4 separate regions of the Mus musculus genome follow, and all the other regions are linked to region 1. The links are chromatin contacts, called in public Hi-C and Micro-C maps. All regions are on one chromosome and are shown on one strand. The core of a region is the stretch at or near the end of the contact, and the rest is flanking DNA. Distances in the headings are between cores, read along the strand shown. Region 1 has its middle 17 kb from the start of Gm33596. Region 2 holds the start of Cdkl4 (cyclin-dependent kinase-like 4). Region 3 overlaps Map4k3 (mitogen-activated protein kinase kinase kinase kinase 3). Region 4 overlaps Map4k3 (mitogen-activated protein kinase kinase kinase kinase 3).

Region 1 (2,700 bases), core at 130-2,629:
GTCTGTGTGTGTCTGTGTGTGTCTGCGTCTGCGTCTGCGTCTGCGTCTGCGTCTGCGTCTGCGTCTGCGTCTGCGTCTGCGTCGCTCACAGAAGACAGAAGACAGCACTGGACCTCCTGGAACTAGAGTTACAGACAGCTGTGAGTCACCACGTGGGTGCTGGGAATTGAATGCTCTGAAGCACAGCAATTGATCTTCGATCTTCGCCACTGAGCTACCCCTCCAGCCCTTCAGCGTGCTTTTAAAAGGCTACACGCTGCAAACCTTTTTCACCAAGTCAGTTTCAGATCATCTTAAAGAGACTCAATTTACAAACAACAAGAAAGCTATTAAAATCTAAAGGACGCTTCCAAGGTCGCGAGAGAGCCCCCCGTAACCCATGGCCCTATTCAACAAATGCAGAGCCAAGATGGGAAGTGCGAAACCCACTCAAGACAGAAATAAAGATATCACCACTGAATCTTCTAGAAAGTTAGCCATCCATAAAGAGTTCCCTAGCAGTGGGCATGAGCCCTAGAAAACACTAGAAACATGCGTCTTTAATAAGGTGATGAATAGAAATGGTCACGGCCCTGAATTTGGGGGCAGAATCATAGGCAAATAAGCATGCACACTCTTCCTACTGTCGCCTCTGCTTCAGAGTCGGAGATTACCGTATGCCAAGGAGAATGGGGAAGAGCTGGGAGCATAGTTCTGGTGGCAGAATGCTTGCCTAGCACGAAACCCTGGACTCCATCCCCAGCACTACAGGAACCTGTTCATGGTTGCACATTCCTGTAATCCCAGCAGGATATAGGAAGATCAGAAGTTCAAGGGCATGCTTGGCTACATATTAAGCTCAAGGCCAACTTTTGAGAACTGATCTCCAAGATGAAAGGAGCAAAGAAGAGAAGGAAGAAGGGGAAGAGGAAGAAGGCAGAGGAGGAAGAGGAAGAGGAGAAACACAGAAGCTAGAGTTGTAGATAAAAAAAAATTAAAATTAAAACAAAAACTGTGCCCTCAAATCCCTCGGGATTCATAGTTCTCCTACCCCACCCAGAAACTCTGCTCTCCAGGACTGGAGGGGGTACCCACACTCTCTGCTGTGCTTCCAGACCTCATCAGGGTGCCCATCTCTGGCCATGGCCCAGGTGACCTAACCAAGGTGCCCATATCTGGCCATGGCCCAGGTGTCCTTGAAAATTGAGAGAAATGTCAAGGGAAGCCAGATTCTAGCGAAAAGCTCCAGGAGGGGAAATTGAACGCAGCCAGGGACCCTAAAATCACGTTCTATTGCCGACTCCCATCCCAGCTTGGGTTTCCTGGCAGGAATGAGGAAGGACCTTCCCGGGAGGCTTTCCCAGGAGTTGGGTCTATTTGTTTATAACATGCTAGGTTATTCTTAGATGCAAATGTTTCACAAGGTCGCCGAGATAAGGCAGATACAAAGGTCAGACAGCCAGTCTTAAGTGGGGGCGGGGGGAGACACATGTAGAGTGGGAAAGAGACCGTACATTGTCTCGAGGCCTCTGGGGGCCAACAATGTACTGGGGTTTGCCTAGGGCTTTAGACAATTGCTCGGGTGGGAAGCAGGAGTGGGGGTGGGGCAGGAAGCCCAGAAAAGGCAGGGAGAAAAACCAGATGTGGTTGGTGTGAGTTACCCCAATAGAAAGATCTTTTCACATGAACAGGAAGAGGGAGGGAGTGCTACATAGATTATTCTTGGCACTTTAAATTTCTTTCCTTTTCTTCTTTCTCTCAACTCCTTTCAAATGGCCTGTGCTCGCTGAAAAAAATAAAAAAATAAAAACCAAACGCCAAATAAATTTTCCTTCTCTCTGCAGAGCTCCACGGGCAGACATTCTGTCACTGCTTGTTATGAAGTAATTTCTGTTGGCGAAATGTAACACACACACACACACACACACACACATGCCTTCTCTTCTCTTCTTCTCTTCCAACTCTGGCTGCCGTCTGCACTCCCACATCGTTGTTTGACAAGACGTACGTATCAGGTCACAGAGAGTGTTCTCTGCACTTTCCACCAGAGCCCAGGAAGTGGGGTAAAATGGAAAAACCAAGGAGAGCCAGCCAGCCAGGGGCGGATCACGAGCCCGGAGGCCCTACCACCCAGGCAGGGCTGTGCTGGCTCATTACTGTGCTGCTCCTAGAAACCCTTGCTGAGACCAGAGTTCCTTCAGCTTTTATTGTCACTATTAAGAATATTAATGGTCCAAGGATCCCGAAGGCCGATGAGCATTTTCTTGAAATGCTTTTCCCAGGGTTGAGGCACAACTCTGTGTGACACATCATTAAATCCCACTGGCCACTCACCCAGCAAGGGCAAAGAACAGTAGACTCCTACCAGTGAAACAGAGTACAAAGAGCATCCTTGCCAGCCTGCGCCTGTTGCTCCAATTACAACTGCAGCTCCATTAGCAAGGGGACCCATCACGGTAGCGCTCTGGGGTCAGCATCCTGAGTCCCAGATATAGAAATCTTATCTGTAATCCTAAAATGTGTTTAAGGGCCACACCCTTCTCCTCCTAGGAGATTCTCTCTGCTCTCTATTCGTTGCTTTGCAGCTGCTCTTTCCACATTGGCACTGGGAACCCAGTTGCACTTCTCAAGGTCTGGGCTCAGAAACGCAAGCTGCTTTCAAGCCCAAGGCCTCCACATGGAACTCTTCCTTAGGGTAGAGCAGCGCCACGACCGGTCAGT
Region 2 (2,700 bases), core at 78-2,577, 250 kb after region 1:
GATGGGCTGACGGGTGATGCTATAGTTGAAATGCAAAAATGCCGCATGTTCAAGGAACGGTGATGTTAAATGCAGTAGAGCTTTGAGTGTGTGGACAAGGACCTGGCACAGAACCAAAGTGGGCCGGTGAAGAGTCTCTGTGTAGATGAGTAGCTTGGAGAAATGGGGAGCGAATGGGGAGCATTCACAACTGTGGAGACAGGAGACTCAAGTTCAGAGTCTTGGCTACGTAGCAAGTCCCAGGTCAGCCTAGGCAACATGAGATCCTATCTCACAAAAGGTGGAGAGGAGCCAGTCCTTGTGATCTTTAATCCCAGCACTTGGGAAGCAAAGGCTAGCAAATCCCTGAGTTTGAGGCCAGCCTTTTGTACATAGCAAGTTCAAGGACAACCACCAGGACTGCATAGAGACCTTGTCAGACTGGGGAGACAGTGGATAGAGATCTCCATGCAAGTGGAAAGACTTGAGTTTAAGTCCCTAGAATCCCTGTGAGCTGGATGGACTCCATCTGTAACACCAATGCTCTTGGGGCAAGATGGAGAGACAGGAGAATCTTTCCAAAAGTCACAGGCCAGCCCCCCTGTCATACACAAAAGAGGACAAAGACCCTGTCTCAAGGTGAGAAGCACGCACCACACACACACACACACACACAGAGTCCAGTAAAGATGGAATTAGGCCAACATGTTTGTATGTACATAAAGTGGACTACTGGTGCACCTGATGAGAAATGTTTTCTAGCATACAGGCAGAAATTATATAAAAATGGGTAAATGTGAATTCTGGTCTTGAATGAGTGAGGTAAATGTGCTTCCAGATTTCATTCCGTTTAAAATGTGATCCTTGAGCATATTCCTGAGGAAATGAGGAGGTGAGGTACAGGAGGAAAGGAGACACCTACTAAGAAGGGAAGATCAGACAATACATACATACATACATACATACATACATACATACATAGCATATGGTACGTGTGTGTGTGTGTGCGCGCGTGTGTGTGCGTGCGCGCGCATGCGCGCGCCTTGGAGTTCAGTTTATTCTGTGGGTAACGACTGAAATTAACATGTTTGTTAACATGTTTGTCTCGATGCCACATTCAATGATATCTGCCTTGCTTTCTTCCCCACTGGGTGACAACCCCCCCCACCCCCGCCCTACTCTGAATCTGCCCAGGGTCTCTGGAGCAGCGTCTCGCTGAGTTACAAAAATGGCGTTAATGAGCCACGGCTGACTCTAAACAGCTCAAGGAATAAGGTAAGAGCTATGGGTGATGGATGGAAGGTAACCCTGCCAGGGAACGAATCGAATAGAGAGAGCGAGCAAGTTGTGTGGAAGCTGCGCAGCCTGCGCGTCCTGGTTGCCCTGGAGACACCGCAGAGGCTCGGTCTCTCGGGAGTTCTGTGGTGGCAGCAGACTGCGCGGGCTGGGGCTCCCCGAAGCTGAACACCATTGTGTCACCGTCGCCGGAGGCTGTGCCGTGTAAGTGCAGGTTCCCTGGCGGGGGAAGGCGGAGAGCAGGGTCTGCGGGGCTCGGGAGGGCGGGGGTGAGGGGGCGCACCCGCGGAAGAACGGGCCACCCGTGGTCTCGTGGGCCGTGGGGGTGCCAGAGAGGGACAGGGACGCACCTGTGCATCTAGACACCTCTTGTGGCCTGGACGCAGGGGAAAGTGAAGGCTCAGAGGCTTGGAAATGAAGTGAGTTTTTGCCAAACTTCCAGGTCTTTTTGTCACACGCCTGAAGCGTGGGGACATAAAGAAAATGAGTTGTATAGATTGTGTAAATGACGTGGTGGGCTTAGTTTGTGAGAATCTAACGAGATCGATTTCGTTGACGGGAACACCTTCGTGCACAGGTGTGTGCTTTTAAATTGTAACTCGCAAAGACAAGTCTGAATGATCCGTAGAATCCATTTTCCGATCAAGTTTATTAAACATAATGCATGTTTGGTTTTATTGGAAACAGTTAACTACAAACTGTGGGTGGCATCCTCAGTGAGCTTCCCGGCTCTGAAACTGTCTCTGCCCCTCCACATTTCTAAAGCCAGGGATTGGTGGTGGTTGGTTTTTGGTTTCCTGGGACCTCTTAGGTTAGGGGAGTTCTTTGTCCACCCTTCCTCGCCCTCTGTCTTGATTTTGTTTGCCTTTGTATTCCTTGTACTTCTTCAGCCCCCAGGACTTAGTTTGTGAAACAGTCTTGAAAACTAACCGAGTGTTCTTTTCTCCTGTGTACTTTATTTTGTAAATCATTAATAGTGAGGAAATTCCGTAGCAACTTTCTAAGGAATTTTTTTTTTCCATTTTTTATTAGGTATTTAACTCATTTACATTTCCAATGCTATACCAAAAGTCCCCCATATCCACCCACCCCTAAGGAATTTTAAAATCCCGCTATTACACTTAAACTCAGCCCCTGTCTGTGGGTCTTAAAATCACTGGTGACCCCCAGCCTGCTTTTGTCCTTGGCCTTTGTAGATAGAACTCTATTAACTCAGGGTCAAATACTTATAAATTCTGAAGTTAAGAAGGTACACCACTTGAAGCTAAAGGTGACTGATAACTATGGCAAATATTTTCAACCCACAGCTATATTCATTTAATCTTGCCCAAACACAGTGGTAATAATAATCAACATATTCTTGCAGGTTTTGCTTTTAAAAAGAAAATTAGAAAATGAAAGTATAATAAGGCAATGCAAGCCTGG
Region 3 (2,700 bases), core at 114-2,613, 140 kb after region 1:
CTCTTGGCATGCCTCAGAACAGCAGGGATGCTCAGCCGGCTTCCCCCTCCCCTGAGTCTGGGCTGGGGCCTCAGCCCATGGGATGATGCCGGCTACAGTCGCCGGTGGTCTTCTTCCTCACTTATAATCTCTGCAAGCACAGATATGCCCAGAAACGTGTTTCCTCAGGGACCCTAGGCCAGTTGAGTTGACACTGAGGATTAACTACCTCCTTCTGTATCCTTCAGCGATGAGTAGAAAGCCCGACTGTATTTCTCTGCAACGTGATAGTATTTGTGAATAAGAACATTCTGAGTAGCAGGAGCACTAACCAGTGACCCCGTGTTGCTCAGTTCCATTTAGTGAAACATCCATACTACTCAAGACCCCAGGGACGGGAGAGTGGGAATGATCGCTGTGGGCTTAGGGGCTTGCTTTTGTTTTGGTGCTGTGGTGAAATATTCTAAAATTCAGCAGTGATGGTGCTCCACTAACTAATCTATGAAGTGGCCGCAGTGAGGTCCTCAGTGAAAGGGAAACTGCTGTGGAGTCCTCTGAGGGCTGTCAACAAACAGCAAGGTGTAATGCTCATGGCAGGCCACTTCAGTGTCTGCTTTTAAGAAGTATGAAAATTCTATTGCAATACTGACTTTGGTTTTTTTTTTTTAAAGTTCATACATGCTAATATCTTGGAATGTTAGCCTTGCTCATTTGAAAACTAAATTGCTTGAGCTGAATCAAAACTGATAAATCCAGAATAAATATTTGAGATATTATTGACTTAATCCTGAAATAAGTGATTTTTTTTTTTAAAGATAGGGTTTTGCTACATAGTCTTGATTGGCATTGCACTCTCGTACTGCCTCGGCATCTTAGTTACTAAAATCCCATGTCTGCAGCTACCAGTGTGCCACACAATCATAATGCATTCAAAACTCCATGGTTTCTGATGAGAAAAGGCTCTGAAATAGAAGTCCCCTGACTTCCTTTGGACCTCTACCCCGCCCTCACAGAGTATTACCAAGTAAGATACACTGAGTTGCACTGCAGAAAGCAGGAGGAGGGGGAGCTCTTAAGCCGCCTGGCTCCGGCCACTGGAAAGAGAGCACCAGAAGTTAATTATTCATCCCAGAGAGACTGGGGTTTGGAACTGATACCTTATAGCAAGTTTTTGACAGACCTTTTGAATTAATAAGTCAAAGAGTAGTGACAGACCCTCTGAAAGCATAGTGACTAGTGGCTTATTTCACCTGCTCACTAGGAGTTTACTGTCATGATTTCTCAGCTGAATATGGCTAATGAGAGCTCTGAGTAAATCAGCTCTTAGCCAAGTATTTTGAGTGCAGCAGCCATTTTGAAAGGACATTTGTGACTTTGTCCATGAAGAGTGTGCCCTCCTGTGGCCTCTGGGAACAAATTTTCAGCTCTGATCAATCAGCTTCACGTTGTGATGTCACACAGTGGAGTCACCATACCTCTTTTCAGTAAACAAGTGAGACTTTTGAACAGGTCTGATTAGAGATTCACTGAGTCAGGAAGTAGCATCCGGTTTTATTTTCGATGCCCAGTGTTTCCCCCAGGTCACCATGTCCCTGTTTGCAGATGCTCCACAGTGACATTCCAGGTTCATTGTTTATGTGATGTCTCATCCTGGAGAAAGGAACAGAATTTACTCAGTGCTGTTGGGGGGTTTGTCACACTTAAAAGAAAGGAACTTTGGCTAGAAGTACTCAGATCTGTTTTCCATTGTCTCCATATGGGCATCGTGAGTATTTGTTAGTGATGAAGATTATAAGTTGAAGAATTTTTAAAAACTTTTTTATATGTATATTTGCCTTATGTTTGTGTTGTATGTGCCTGGTGCCCATGGGGGCCAGGAGAGGGCATTGAATCCCCTGGAATAGGAATGGTGGAGAGCCGTCATGAGGGTGCTGGAAAAGCATCCGGTGCTTTTAACCGCTTCACCATCTCCTTCAGCCCTAAAGATAAGATTTTTAAATGAGTTTTCCCTGCATTTTTTAAATTTTTAACTTTCTATAGGGAATATATTAGTTACTTTCCTACTGCTTTGTTAAAACACTGTGATGTAAGGAACTTAGAGAAGAAAGTGTTTATTGGATTGGCTTTTCCAGAGCGTTGGAGTTCATGAGGAGGGAGCGAAGGCATGGGGTAGAAACAGCTGAGAGACCGTGAGCAGGAGGCACTGAGGGCACTGGAGATGACCGGAGGCTTTGAAACCTCAGCCTCCCCCACCCATGACACATTCTCCAACAAGGTCATTCCTCGTCACCCTTCCCAGACAGCCAACTGGGGACCAAGTATTCAAACAACTTAGGCTTACAGTGGGGTGGGAATCACACTCAGATACCACAAAAAGAATCTTTTGGATTTAAAAAAAAAATTAAGGCAGAGTCTCACTTTGTAACCTTGGCTGACCTGGAACTAACTTTGTAAACCAGGCTAGCCTTGAACTCGTGTCAACCGACACACCTGCCTCTCCCTCTCATCAAATGAAGTGCTAGGATTAAAGGTCTGTGCCACCACGATGACTCTAAAAAAGTAGTGTGTGGCATATGTATAATGTGTGTTTGTGCATGTTTGTGTGTGTTGAGGTCAGAAGTTGGCATCAGTGTCACCTATCAACTGCCAACATACTTTCTGGAGCAGAGATCATCCGGATGCTGGGATGACAGGCATGTGTAGCCATACTCGATACCTGTG
Region 4 (2,700 bases), core at 179-2,678, 200 kb after region 1:
CTTTTTCTCGTCTGTCTGTCTGTCTGTCTCAGTGTCCAGTGGTCTCAGACCTGTGACTTCCTGCTGTTTTCTCATCTGGTATAGATAGACTGCAGTCTTCCAAAGTGACAAAACATAAAGAAACTACATACTTGTTGAGTATGTAATGTCCTTCCTTTCCAGTGTTTCACAGTGAGCTCTTTGTTCTTTCTTAGATCTTACCATTTTCTTAGAATTGTCACCCTAGATTTAGAATACTCTCCCCTGCCCCTCAGTGAAAGAACCCTGTGAGATCAGAACGTTTCACCATAAAGTTGCTTATACCCTTGGGTGGCTTTCTTGGATTGTTCTTTGAGTCCCAAGTTGAACCTTTCTGAGCTTACTGTATGTTTTCAGTACATTGTTCCTGCTTTAGCATTGTGGTATAATTAAACATTATCATTTATTAATTGTTTAATGCTGCTAAATTTTTTGATGTTTGCATGTTCAAGTGCATTCTGATTAATTTGTCTAAGAGCCAGAGGATGCCGTCATCTTGGTTATGTTGAGTGCTTTCTGAACATAATCTTGGTAGCATTTTTCTAATGTAGAATGGCTTCTAAATACTATCTTAAACTTTGTAGTGCATGATGTGGGGGGAGGGGAATACCGTGTTGAGGGTGGAGGTCAGAAGACAACCTTTAAGCATTATTTCTCCTCCCTTGCCACCATGGTAGCCTTTGTGTTTTAGCTTTGCTTGCTGGACTGCTCATCAGACTTGGTGATTACATACTCCACAATTTACATACTGCATTGGCCTGAGTGCACATACGTCTATGCTTGGTTTTTTTATTACATTATCCCTTTAGTTATTTTAATTCCTGGGCTTGATAGATTTTCATTTTCTGGTTATTACTGTCACCTGCTCTCGATTGTCATCTCTCAGCTAAGTGGCCATTCCTGTACATCAACAGAAGCCATATCCCTCTGCACACATGCATACTTGTGAAGCTGTTGTTTAGTAAAAGTTTATTAGATTGTACTGACTGAAGCCACCACCTCTCTGCTTGGTTATCTGTCCCTGAAGACAAGTTTAAACCTAGAAGTGCCCATAGAGAAGAGTACACTATTGGCTGAATTCTAGTGCATAAAGTTTAAAGTCGTGACCACTAAAAGTCAAAGTGATGCAATTTTTGCAAGCTTGTCACGTGGTACTGTGGTCCTATTAGAATATGTCACAACTTAAAGGGGACAGTCCTTTTCCTCTAGAATTCCATTTGATACCACTATGACGATCAACTAATCTTTTCCACTTATGATGTGTTATCCTTGCTGTCACTAGTAAGAACAGTTACTGTATGCACGTCTGAGCCTAAACATTGAAAGGGACAAAGTTTGAGCCTTGTACACATCAGTCTTTTCATTTTCACTGATATGTTTTTGGAAAGGCCTTGAAGTTTCAAAGTACAGTGTGTTGTGTGGAATTGTGTAATACTAGACTTAACAGATTCCAGACTTGAGATGTCTGTGGTCCTGCATATCTGTACACTGGGAAAGTATTTCTCTGTTTCCAGGAAGTGACACAGGTGACATCTGTGATTGTCACTCAGAGCACAGTCTGTGTGTCAGGTGCTGGGTTACAGATTTGCCTTTTTTGTGTCTAAGGAGTTCATGGCCTGGCTGTTTTAAGAGACTTGTAGGCAGATTAAAATTCAGAGTGCATGCTACAGAAGATCTGGGTAACTGTGGCAACATAAGAGCTGTCTCTGACTCTGGGAGGTTCTTCCAAGGTTCTTCCTCTGTGAGCCCTGCCTGCTGCGTTTTCATAGAAGATCCTTTTAGTGGTCATTGGAGTACAGCGGCTTCTTTAAAAGAGGGGAAAGGCAGCTTGGTTCTTACATGGTTGGTGGATAGTACATTTTCCTCAAGAAGGTGTTTGAGTAGAGCCTGTATATTGCTCATTCTTCTGAATTTTAATTCTTAGCTCTCTCCAGTGTGCACTATTCAGTCAAAATGTTTTTGTAGGCAAGGAATTCTCAATATTCATTTAAACTTCACTGTTTTAACCTTAAAGGTCTTCCTAAAACCTCCTTTAGTGCAGTGTCTGGGCTTGTACTAGTTCACTGCATACCTCACTTCTGCAGTAGTGCCCAGCTTTATGTCTTTAAAACATTAATTAATCACTTGCATGAAGAAGCAATAGAAATATGTGAATGTGTATATATACACACGGCCATTCTAGATGCCACACACAAGTCAAGCCAAGATGGGTTTTGTTGATTATTCTGTTTGTTTGTTTGTTTGTTTGTTTTGCTTCATTGTAGCTTGACAATGCTTTATTTGAGCCTTTTTCTTTCTACAAGCTAATTTTTACAAATACTAATTACAATAGATAGCAACAGCCATAAATAAAACTTTTAGATGTCTTTTGGAAAAATTCCCAGAAAAATATTCAAATAATCAAGATATCATATCTTATATTGTTGGAAATGCCACCTTGTCTTCCTTTTAAGAGTATAGAGCAATACAGATTTATTTGGGGCTTGGGGATTTTCTTTTTAAAAAGATAATGTATATTAGCGTATAGTGATTGCGGCCTGCTGTGCTAAGTCTTCTGCTTCCTGCCGCTAGGATCTGCAACTAGAGTACGGACAAGGACACCAAAGCCATTGCTTCTTAGGTGGCAACAAGTAAGTAAAGTTCTTTTGAAACTTAAATTCTAAGTAATTGTCTTCAATATTA

Evidence for each region. Hi-C and Micro-C count contacts between places; a contact is called where the count stands out from the background.
Region 2: a contact with region 1 is called in a Micro-C map of trophoblast stem cells, with 3 times the contacts expected there. The contact joins the promoter of Cdkl4 here to the enhancer-like site in region 1. A contact is called at or near these places in 2 of 39 promoter capture datasets (both in embryonic stem cells), 13 of 484 Hi-C or Micro-C datasets (embryonic fibroblasts, embryonic stem cells and trophoblast stem cells), 4 of 115 datasets of contacts at active chromatin or transcription factors (all in embryonic stem cells) and 2 of 9 other capture datasets (adipose tissue and macrophages).
Region 3: a contact with region 1 is called in a Hi-C map of liver, with 2.9 times the contacts expected there. The contact joins two enhancer-like sites. A contact is called at or near these places in 45 of 484 Hi-C or Micro-C datasets (B cells, the BV-2 cell line, CD8 T cells and 26 more), 6 of 115 datasets of contacts at active chromatin or transcription factors (bone marrow-derived dendritic cells, cardiomyocytes, embryonic fibroblasts and 3 more) and 1 of 9 other capture datasets (embryonic stem cells).
Region 4: a Hi-C map of liver shows a contact between it and region 1, with 2.5 times the contacts expected there. The contact joins two enhancer-like sites. A contact is called at or near these places in 4 of 39 promoter capture datasets (the C10 cell line, embryonic stem cells, hippocampal neurons and 1 more), 5 of 15 datasets of contacts at CTCF or cohesin (embryonic stem cells, large pre-B cells, pro-B cells and 1 more), 120 of 484 Hi-C or Micro-C datasets (the 4T1 cell line, B cells, the BV-2 cell line and 55 more), 13 of 115 datasets of contacts at active chromatin or transcription factors (CD4 single positive thymocytes, CD8 T cells, T-cell acute lymphoblastic leukemia and 2 more) and 2 of 9 other capture datasets (adipose tissue and embryonic stem cells).

The regions. Positions count from the first base shown.
Region 1 is chr17:80,824,995-80,827,694 of GRCm38.p6, reverse strand. No RefSeq gene overlaps it. Among named protein-coding and RNA genes, the nearest start is that of Gm33596, 17 kb to the right of the region's middle. Within about 2 kb of position 1,379, at least 61 of the 459 cell types and tissues checked have an H3K27ac peak or open chromatin away from gene starts, as enhancers often do. A contact at or near this core is called in adipose tissue, liver and trophoblast stem cells, where this site is marked.
Region 2 is chr17:80,576,111-80,578,810 of GRCm38.p6, reverse strand. Cdkl4 (cyclin-dependent kinase-like 4) reads left to right here and starts at 1,327. Exons shown (of 10, transcript NM_001360143.1): 1 at 1,327-1,479.
Region 3 is chr17:80,682,729-80,685,428 of GRCm38.p6, reverse strand. The region is part of intron 1 of Map4k3 (mitogen-activated protein kinase kinase kinase kinase 3); the gene reads left to right. Among named protein-coding and RNA genes, the nearest start is that of Map4k3, 44 kb to the left of the region's middle. Within about 2 kb of position 1,363, at least 34 of the 459 cell types and tissues checked have an H3K27ac peak or open chromatin away from gene starts, as enhancers often do. A contact at or near this core is called in liver and trophoblast stem cells, where this site is marked.
Region 4 is chr17:80,624,004-80,626,703 of GRCm38.p6, reverse strand. It overlaps Map4k3 (mitogen-activated protein kinase kinase kinase kinase 3), which reads left to right. Exons shown (of 34, transcript NM_001290345.1): 16 at 2,590-2,648. Among named protein-coding and RNA genes, the nearest start is that of Cdkl4, 48 kb to the right of the region's middle. Within about 2 kb of position 1,428, at least 7 of the 459 cell types and tissues checked have an H3K27ac peak or open chromatin away from gene starts, as enhancers often do. A contact at or near this core is called in liver, where this site is marked.